Regions from separate parts of the Drosophila melanogaster genome. Here region 2 is linked to region 1. The links are chromatin contacts, called in public Hi-C maps. All regions are on one chromosome and are shown on one strand. The core of a region is the stretch at or near the end of the contact, and the rest is flanking DNA. Distances in the headings are between cores, read along the strand shown. Region 1 holds the start of Agpat1 (1-Acylglycerol-3-phosphate O-acyltransferase 1). Region 2 holds the start of CG32639.

Evidence for each region. A called contact is a pair of places that touch in the nucleus more often than the background predicts.
Region 2: a Hi-C map of the Kc167 cell line shows a contact between it and region 1, with 1.6 times the contacts expected there. The contact joins the promoter of CG32639 here to the promoter of Agpat1 in region 1. A contact is called at or near these places in 2 of 107 Hi-C or Micro-C datasets (the Kc167 cell line and the S2 cell line).

Annotation. Positions count from the first base shown.
Region 1 is chrX:12,761,687-12,766,548 of dm6, forward strand. It overlaps Agpat1 (1-Acylglycerol-3-phosphate O-acyltransferase 1), which reads left to right and starts at 3,580. Exons shown (of 4, transcript NM_167337.2): 1 at 3,580-3,917. It overlaps pira (pirate), which reads right to left and starts at 1,925. Exons shown (of 1, transcript NM_001298238.1): 1 at 1-1,925. The coding sequence starts at 1,657.
Region 2 is chrX:13,234,121-13,238,916 of dm6, forward strand. It overlaps CG32639, which reads right to left and starts at 2,446. Exons shown (of 1, transcript NM_167355.2): 1 at 1,805-2,446. The coding sequence starts at 2,403. The coding sequence ends at 1,975. All of the region lies in intron 2 of mew (multiple edematous wings), which reads right to left.

The DNA of each region.
Region 1 (4,862 bases), core at 2,330-4,829:
TAAAGACATGCGCCAGCGCATTCGGATACTTGGCCTTGTGCTCACAGGTGAGATAATCCCGCAATATGGCAATCGCTCGATGTCTTGAGGTGACTGCCAACGAATCGAAAATAAGTATCAACGGCTGTTTGATGGGAATATCATCACTGAGTGTCGTCTGCACATTATTATTGTTTACCACCGGGCTTCTAAGGTTTGGATAACATATAATGGCCAGTATCCAATGGGACTGCTCATTGAATGGTATTATAATGAAGTCCTTGTCGAATATATTGACGTTTCGTGTCCACTTCTCAACCCTTTCGTGACGCTTCTGGGCCGCCGTCTGCTTCGTATTTCTGGGATTCGTTCGTGTGGTCAATCTTTTGTGGAAAAACGTGCTAAAGATATGCGTCCTATCGCGCTGTTCCTCTGGTATGATGTTATTCTTTAGCCAGCGCAGATAAAAATCAATGATTATATCGTTCAGATACGATCCTTTACTGAGACACATAAAGTCCTTGATGGTGATGCTCAGGCCACCGGTACCAGTTGGCGGATATGTGAAAAGGGTTTGATTCTCATCGGGTGAAAGTCTTCTCTCGGTTTGGCCATCATCGGCGGCGGTGGTCTCCTCATCACCGCTGCTCACCAGCACCACGGCATCTTCATCAACGTCCCTGCTTAGTATCCAATTGCGATTTCGGCGCAGGCGACTACGCTCTGCGCGTTCTGCTGGTGTGGGTATAGCAGCGTCGCTAGTTGCTTTCACCGCTGGCGAGGATATGGATGCAACATTCGATTGCACCCGCGATTGAGATCCACCAGCTGTCTCTTCCGATTTCTTGCTAACAGCGGCATTGTTCCTCGACTGGATCCACTGGGAGATTGCGGGAGCATCTTCAGCTGGTTGCACGCCCCGAAGACCATTACTCGTCATTGTAGAATTGGAGGTTATAGCCGTGGAGTTGTGACTTCCCTGTTTATTGCCAGATGAACTAGGGTTGTCATGAGAACTAGCAGCTTGAATTCCATTGTTATCCTTTGCAATATGGCACTTCTTCTGTTTCTTGGCCTTGGTATTAGTATTGGCGTCTTGATCCGCCGACAATATCACTTGGCCATCATTGTTTTCTCCCGGACTCCCGCAAGGACTTTTCTTGTGCTTCTTGCCTTTGGTTGCACTTGCAGCTGGCTGGCAACCATTGTTGGCCACCGCAGTCTCTGATGGTTTGACAACCGCAGGGGAGTGCTCTTCACCGGCCATCGCATTGGGTGGAGCGGCATCAGCCGATGATGCCTTTGACTGATGCACCTTCCTATAGAACTCCTCCGCATGGGCAACCGTCTCGGCAATGTTATCACTGATGGGGAAGCCCACAGAGACAACCAAATGGATAATACCGCCGGCATTCTCAATGCAATCAATCGTGGTGCTCTCATCGATCTGAAGGTCCATTTGGAAAAACAGATCCTGCACCCTACACGCAAGATTCGGCAGCTTGAAGGTGACGATGTGCTGCTTTCCACTGCTGTAGATAATCAACATCCTGGCACTTCCTTTGTCCGGATCCGTGTCGGCTCGATTGATCAGCAATTGACGTGAGACTAATATAAAGTCATTATGGGCAATTCGACGTACCGCTTGGTCCTTCGAAACAGTTTCTTTGCGATCCATTTTGGAGCCGGATTCAATAGTATAACATATGTACGTTATATGGGCTGATCTGACTGAACTGAAGTTTCTCGTTTCGATTGCAAATTCTCGGGCTGCTTGATGTGCAAAGTTAACTGGATGGTTGAAGAGTCACCTAACACGGTGACTTTGATCACTATATTCCTTTCATTTTCCAATCTGTGTGTTTTATGCGATATTTGATATCTGTCTATTTTTATTGTTGGGGTAAACGGCGTCCCAAGTGCTGTATCCAAAAATCATCTGTGCGAGTTGCTATCGCCATCGGAGTTTTGCTGCTCATATCGATACATATGTATATGTTTCCAATTGGTATGGATTTTGTGGGGTGTTTTTAAAAATATGTATCGATAGTCCGCTTTGAAATTTGAATGTTGCGAATATTGAAATTAAATAATATTTGAACTGACGAAATATAGGCATTTAAGCGAATCTTAGCTAAGCTAAGTTCTTTGCTTTTCATTTACAAGTATTAGTATTCTTACATGTGGTATTTACAAAGTTATAAGTTCAGCCGTTTGTTGCAAGTTCTTTGTATGGGAATTTTTAAAAACCAAAAATTTATTCTCGTTTTAATTTCAACATTTTGCAAATACAAGTACAGACATTAATCAAATTATAGTTGTGCGTCCGTCATCGGGTCCACCTGTCCGATTTTTAGTCGTCAGCATTGAGCTCCTCTCACCACATGGATCGCTTGGCGGCGATAAGAAAATCAAATGTAAACAAAAATATTATTGTTTTTTTGTTTTTTGCCAAGAGCGTATTTATAAAAAAAAAAAAAAAACAACTGACAGACACACACACGTTTTCCTTTCCGCGGGCCAAAGGGCTCCATTTCGCAATTTGCATCGGTTGCCAAGTGCGGAAAAACGCATCTAAATCACAACGTTGTTAGCTGTCAGAAAGTTTGCCAAGTCGAATTCCTTAAATGTGAAGCAACTGGAAACTGGCTTTTGTTTTACATTTACAAATTTACTATTACTACTACTGTATATACTTTACTAAATAGTGTCATATCTGTGCTGGCTGCAGTAATATATTTTGCAAAATATATTTTTATTCGAATTGTTTTTTCTTATGCATATATTAATTATATATATTATTTAAAATATATTTAACATTTAAGCACGTGGAAAATGCATATGTAAATAATACAACAAGCCTGCTCTATTTTTAAATATCCAGCTGAGTACATCATATTTTTCGGGAAAAACTTATGCTATGTTTTCCGTTAGTTCTTTATTAAATTGAATTTTTCGTTGTAGTCATATAAACTTTTTTGTTTGCTCTAACCAAACCGTTCGCAGAGAAGATGTCATATTTAACTAACAGCTTTATTTTTTTTTTAAATACGCGGGACTTTAATATTTAATTCTCAATTAATTCTCGAAACGATGTTTTTAGTTCATGCTTTTTAGTTCCAAAGCTGAGACTCAAACCCAATGCCAGCTCCATGCAGCGCGGACGCACACACCGCTCGCTATCGATACCCAACAATTAGCCGTCTATCGATATTTGCAGACTATAATATTTTTATTTACACTTGTTGAAAAAGAAAGAACATTTATTTATTATTAAATTTAATTTTTTTGTAATTTAATATAAAACAAATATTAATATAATAAAATTAAAAAAAATAAGATATATTTTCAGATGCATAATCTTAAACTGGTATTGATAAACATAAGTTTGTCGGAAATCAATTGATCGGAAATTTTTTGGCCTCCACTACAAATTGAAAATGCATATACAATTTTAAGATTGCATGCTAATAACTGAAATTGAATAAATTTAAATTTGAAGAAATTCGTTTTCTGAGTCTTCGAATAGCGATGAAAAAAAAAAATAGACATCGATGTTTCGGAAAATCGATAAAAACATCGATGCATCGATGTTAGCTTCGATATTTCGGTACCGCTAGTTGCCACGAAAGTCGCTCGAACGCCGGTAACGGAAATTCTCAGCAAACGCAGCGCAACGTCGTTTTCGCGTCGCCGTCGACGTCGGCGTTGTGTCGTCGCCGCAGCAGCAGAAAATAAAAATAAAAGAGAAGAAAAAGAATCGAAATAACTGCATACGAAATAGATCGAAATAAAAAGTAGTCGCTTTTATTAAAATCCACAACAAACAAAAGCCGAAACGAAGAAAGTGAGCATTCATTTGTTGTTGGTGTGTCAAGCGAATTCCACACGCAGCCGCCAATTGTATTAAATTCGAATTGTTTAATTTAATTGTAAAGGTTTGTCCACAACAAAACGGAGCTGGCGAAAATTGCATTTATTTATGTTTAATTCGAGTGTTTTTGTGTGTGTGTGTGTGCTATGTGTTTTTGTGTGTCTTTAAGTTGATTTCTTTTGCTATTATCCTTGGCGTGTCTGTAGTTCTCTCTGCCACCCTCTCTTTTTGAACGCTCTCTTGGCGCAACCCCCTTTTACCGTTTTTTGCTTATTTTGTTTTGTGCCAGATGTGTTCGTAAGGGAACAACAATATTAACCCTTGATGGACCCAGTTTGCAAAATAGTAAATAATAAGTAAATTTTTTGACACAACGAAAAACTCTATAGTTCTTCCTATGCACTTGAAATACAAATGAACAGAAAACAAATTCATATTGTAAAATTGTCTTTTTATGCAAATGGAGTTAATTTTGGAGTTAATTTTGTGTTCTTATTTATTAATATAATATTTGAATTAAATTTAATGAAGAATTTTTTTTAATATCAATGGATGTCCTCGAACTAACATAACGCGCAAGTGTTAAGACTGAAAATGGAAATAGGGGCAGCGAACCGAATAAAGGAAATGGCAAACAAATAGACAATTTATTTAGCTGATTATATGCAGCATTCAAATCGGGATTCAATAGCATATCAATTGATAGTATCTCATTGATAGTATCTATTAAAACCCGTAGAAAAACACAATATGGTATGCTAAATTCCCATTCCTTCGTTTCTCCCCCGTTTTGTTTTGTTCCGTTTTTCGCCGCTGGGCGCAAATTTAAATTGATTTTTTCTCTTTCTTCTGGGCGGCTGCACATACAGCTGCGGTCAAGATATTAGCATTAGTTCAATTCTTTATCAATACCATATGCACTCTTTCACAAAACCTTATATTAGCAAATATTTCCTATTCACTTTTATTTTGGGTATGACATTTAAAAAGGGATCGTATTTTATGCAAG
Region 2 (4,796 bases), core at 1,196-3,695, 470 kb after region 1:
ACCAGGGCAAAAAGGTGAGCGATAGCCGGTGAAGAGGGAAATGCCGTCATAGGTAAACAAAACAACTGGCTGGCAGGTAAATTACAAACAGCAACAGATGAAGAGGAACGAATGCCATAATACACTGAGAAAAACAGGTGATTATGCGGTAGGCAGTGATGCTTGCGAATATAAAGTAATTATTGTTTTTATAGCAATAGCAGATTAACTAATTGCTAACTAATTGCTTACGCAGAATATAAAAACTTTTGTTAATATCTTGTTAATAAAAAGAGTTTTTCGATTAATATCTTTCTGTGTATTCTACTGAGCAGCGAGAGAGCAGGACTGGAGTCTTCTCCTTCATAATTTAGTGTTGTTATTGTCTGGCTTTGGATTTGAATTTGAAAGAATTATGCGCGAGAGAGAGAGGGGGGGGGGAGAGGGCAGTGGAGTGAGCGAGAGCGACTGACATGGCCACACACCGCGAGAGATGCCAGGTGAAAGAGAGACGGGGAGAGACGTGCCCCCCCAACGAGGAAGAATGCTAGAAAGGGAGGGAGCAATTGTAAGAAAACCTGGGATTTCCCAATATATGTATGTAAGCCCATATTTTGACATAATTTTTGTTGCTGCCCATTTAAGTACAGTGGACACCAGAGAAATCAACACGCCGAAGGACTTAATTAAAAATAAAGAAACTATTATCACATATAAATTACAATCATTTCGAATTCGGACGTCTTCTTTAGCCAGTGCTTACTTTAGTTAAGGCTGTACTCAATATTCGATTAGTGTTACAAAACATTTGATAAGATAAGATTTGATAAAAAATCTAATGACGATCATCCATTACATAAGTCGATACTGTACTCCAACTGCCTACAAAAAAAGTGTTGTTGTTTTCGCTGATTCTCTGTAGATGCGGGCTGTAAGTCGTATAAATTTTAATTATGTCGCCATAAACTAAACTGAAAACGACACACCCCTCCGCCCTCCTAAAAAAAAACAAATAAAAACAAAAACAATTCTGCGTGCTTGGCGTTTAATGCTTTTATTTTCTTGTTTTTATTTTTATTTTTTTGTTTCCGTCTTTGTCAGTTTTTCGCTGGCTGTAGTTAAATTGTTTTTTTTTTCTTTTTTTTTTTGGTGCTTTGCTTTTTGGTGGTGTGCGCATAAAATTTGCATAAATTACACGCGTCGACACTGACAAGTAAATTTACTTTGAAGGCAGACAACCCCCCTTCTGGGAACCCCCACCCCCCTCCCCCCCCTTGGAACGAAAAGCAGTCGCCGCCACTGTTATTGCTTTATTTTTGTCACATTCAGCGACAGTTAGTCGAGTGCTGTTTTAGGCCATTATGTTAATGAGTTTTAATTGAAGAGTCCGCAATATGAGCATATTATTTATGGCGACTTTTATTATTATTTTTATTTTTTTTTTTTTTGCTCTCTGAAAAATTTCCATTTCATTTTCGGCCTTATGTGGGCGCCTGCAGGGGGGTTTTTTTGGGGGGGTGGGCTTTGGATGGGATGGCTGAGTTTGCAAGACTTTTATGTGATCAGCAACTTGTTGTCTGGGTTTTAAATTACCATATTGAACGGCATATGCATGTTATGTTAATTTTAAGTCGCACTTAATTAAATGGATTATATGTGGGTGGAAATCACATTTAATTTTCTGGCCTTGAGAGGCAATTACATTCAAGCCACTGGGACCAATTTCCCCAAGGACCCCTATTGTGTAATATTGAAGGTTTTAAGTTTTAAGATTTCGCAGTTAATTATCGTGGGACTAGCTAATTATAAGACTTTGCATATAATTAATGATGAATGTTTTGTATTATAAATGAACTTTTGTTACTCCAAAGCAAATATTACAAATTCCTTAGTTTGGAATCAAAAGGAATAATTCAAAATTTGTATAGCCATTGAGATAACTAAGAAGCTTTTCTTATACAGCAACAATTCCTTTGAACAATATTAATGGTAATGCTAGTGAAAATAATTGGCGAATGCCCTTCGCAACTTGCCAAAAACGCCAAGTCCACCGGCCGTACTTCGCTCCCTTGATGGCTTGGGATTAAGGGATGGATCATCCTCCATACGACCCACATGCCAGTGGATCTGCACGTTGCACACCACCAGACGCTTGGCCATTAGAACGCCCAGCTGCAGATGCTCCGCGGTTGCGAATCTCAGCTCTAGACCATTCTTCCTTTTGCGATGCGCGTTCATCGAACAGAAGCGTGAGAAAATGGCCAGCAATTCATCATCGGTGCCGGATGGAAATCCGTGCAAGCTCAGCCACTCGTTGCTGGTCAGATCATCCGAGGAACCACCGGTTCTGGCCTGCTCCACATCCGGTTCCGGTCCCTCATCGCTATCACTTTCAGTTTGGCTCTGAGAACTGTACTCAGTCATGATTCGATTGGGTATACTTAACTCAAAGGAGCGACGGACTTCTCTATGATAACTGAGTTGTTTCAAAACATATTCACATTTTTAGCCCAGCAAAAAAAAATATAGGTTTCTATGATATATTTTGTTACCTCTTATCGTAAATGCGCCGTGAACGTTGGCAGCTGTTCAAACAAAAAACAAAAAACTTAACTTCAAACAAATAAGATCCACTGGCAGATATGTATGTTTTACTCAGATATTTTTCTCGATAATGTGCCACAAGAGCGATACGTATAATTTATATATTTTTTGCATTTATAGTTATATTACATTTATGCAGTATTATTAATAAATACCAGAGTAAATCGAATTTGGAACGAGGCTAGGGCAACATATGTTGTATAGAAAGAGACAGTAAATTCCATCCCAGATACTTGTGACTATCCTCCCCTTGCTTTCTATATTGTAAGTGGGTCAAACATTTGGGCCATGCGGCATGAACATTTTTGTATTACCCGATAGCCACTATCAGTGGATGAAATACGAACGAATACATAATTCCAATGGATTTGGTGTAATCATTATTGTTATGTACATCGCGATTGAACTCTAATCCGTATCGCCTCATTTTATGAACGGAATACTTAAGAGTTTTTGTTTATTTTCGAGGGCTCTTCGTTTATTATTGCTGCGATCATTGGGAATTCATCGCATCCGGAGGAGGCAATCAATTTTGAATTCACTACGATTTGGTTTGGTTTTTCAGTTCGTTTACAAAACAAGTAAATTGATTCAGAAACTTTGGTGGATTTTCGTGTATTATAAATACAATCAACGAACTTCTATTAAGAACGTTTTGCAACTTGGGCTGACAAAAAAGTTGCATTCATAGCCAGCCGGAAGAATTTTTTTTATTCAGAGCTCTGAAAAAAAATAAAACGCTATAAAAATGTCAGCGTGGGTCTTGCATTCGAACTGTGATAAGCTTTGAATCCGAAATCAAAGCGAATTCTTACAAATTCGCCAGCTTGGGAATTCAAATGCGAAATTCCGACAGCCCCACGAGCAGTCATAAAAATTTGCAAGTTCATTAGGTCCGTTGACTTTTATGGGTGACTGTGCGATATACGCCTGGCATATATGTATATCTGGGAATCGCCCACAGGGATATTGAAATACTGGAATGCTCGAAAACAGCCATTTGCGCCCTCAGATATTCAAAAATATCCATTACTTTTGCACGTCCAGCTACTGTTATCTCGCTTGCTCTCCTCTCATTGCCATTCTCGCTCTCACTCTCTCACTGTCTCTCTCTCTCTCTCCCTCGCACACTGTATAAATTTGTTGGGAGCGCAAAAACTGCATTAAGTACTCAAAGGAAACCCAAGAAACGGCTGAAAATCAGCAGTAAAATATAACATTATATTGAAAAAGAGGTTTTTTTTTTTTAATTAGGTATCGAAATCAGTTATAAATTTGAACTGAAAGGTGGTATTCATAGGAAGAACTTATGTTAAAATTGAGAAATAATGTACATTATATAAAATAATTATAAACTTACATAGCAACATGTGCATTTTTCCTTAGTTTAGGAATAAAAAATCTGTTTTGTAATTAAAGATTCATTATTCTTTAAGATTTCTATGCATATAGGGTTTTTTTTTAAACCCAATATTAAAGTAAAGAACCTTTCTTAATAATCTTTTGTCACTGTTGCAGGCACGGAATCTGATCTCTTTGCATGCTCAATTAACTTCCAGAGAACTTGAGCACGGTGGTGCAGAATGGCTTGGTGGCTCAGTGGTGCAGTTTTGCAGCATTGCAGTTATGCAGTCTTATGCTGGCAAATTTATCGCTCTGCCAGAGCTGTCAGCCTGATGAGCGTCGACATGGCAGGCTAACAGCCACAACGCTGACTGCTAATCCACTGCACCACCCCCACCGCCGGGGGAACCACCCCCCTCAGCCCCCTCGGCCTCTCATCACCCCAGCCAGCAGCCAACTAAAACCACTCAAACGCAACTACAACTGCTTGACTGTCCAAGCGAATGCTTGTTCAAATGTGCTCAAATTTGAATTTCAAATGCGTTTGGCTGTTGCTGCCGTTGTTAACATTTTGCACTGAGAACAAATAAGTTCATATTTTTCCGCTAAAAATTTATTTTTCAACTTCAACTCTGCTAAATTACTTAGTTTTGGTTCTCAAGATCTTCTAAATAATTCTAAGCTATGTTTAAGTATTTCAGAAATTTTATTTTTGTAACACAAGTATTTGGCAGTGCAAATTTTTCGTGTGCAATTGCAATTGCTGTTGCAGTTGCAATTTATGTTGCAGTTGGATTTGCAGTAGTTGCTGCTGTGTGGCTGCCTCATATCATCTGCCAAGTTGTCAGCGGAAGTGTTGATGAATTTAT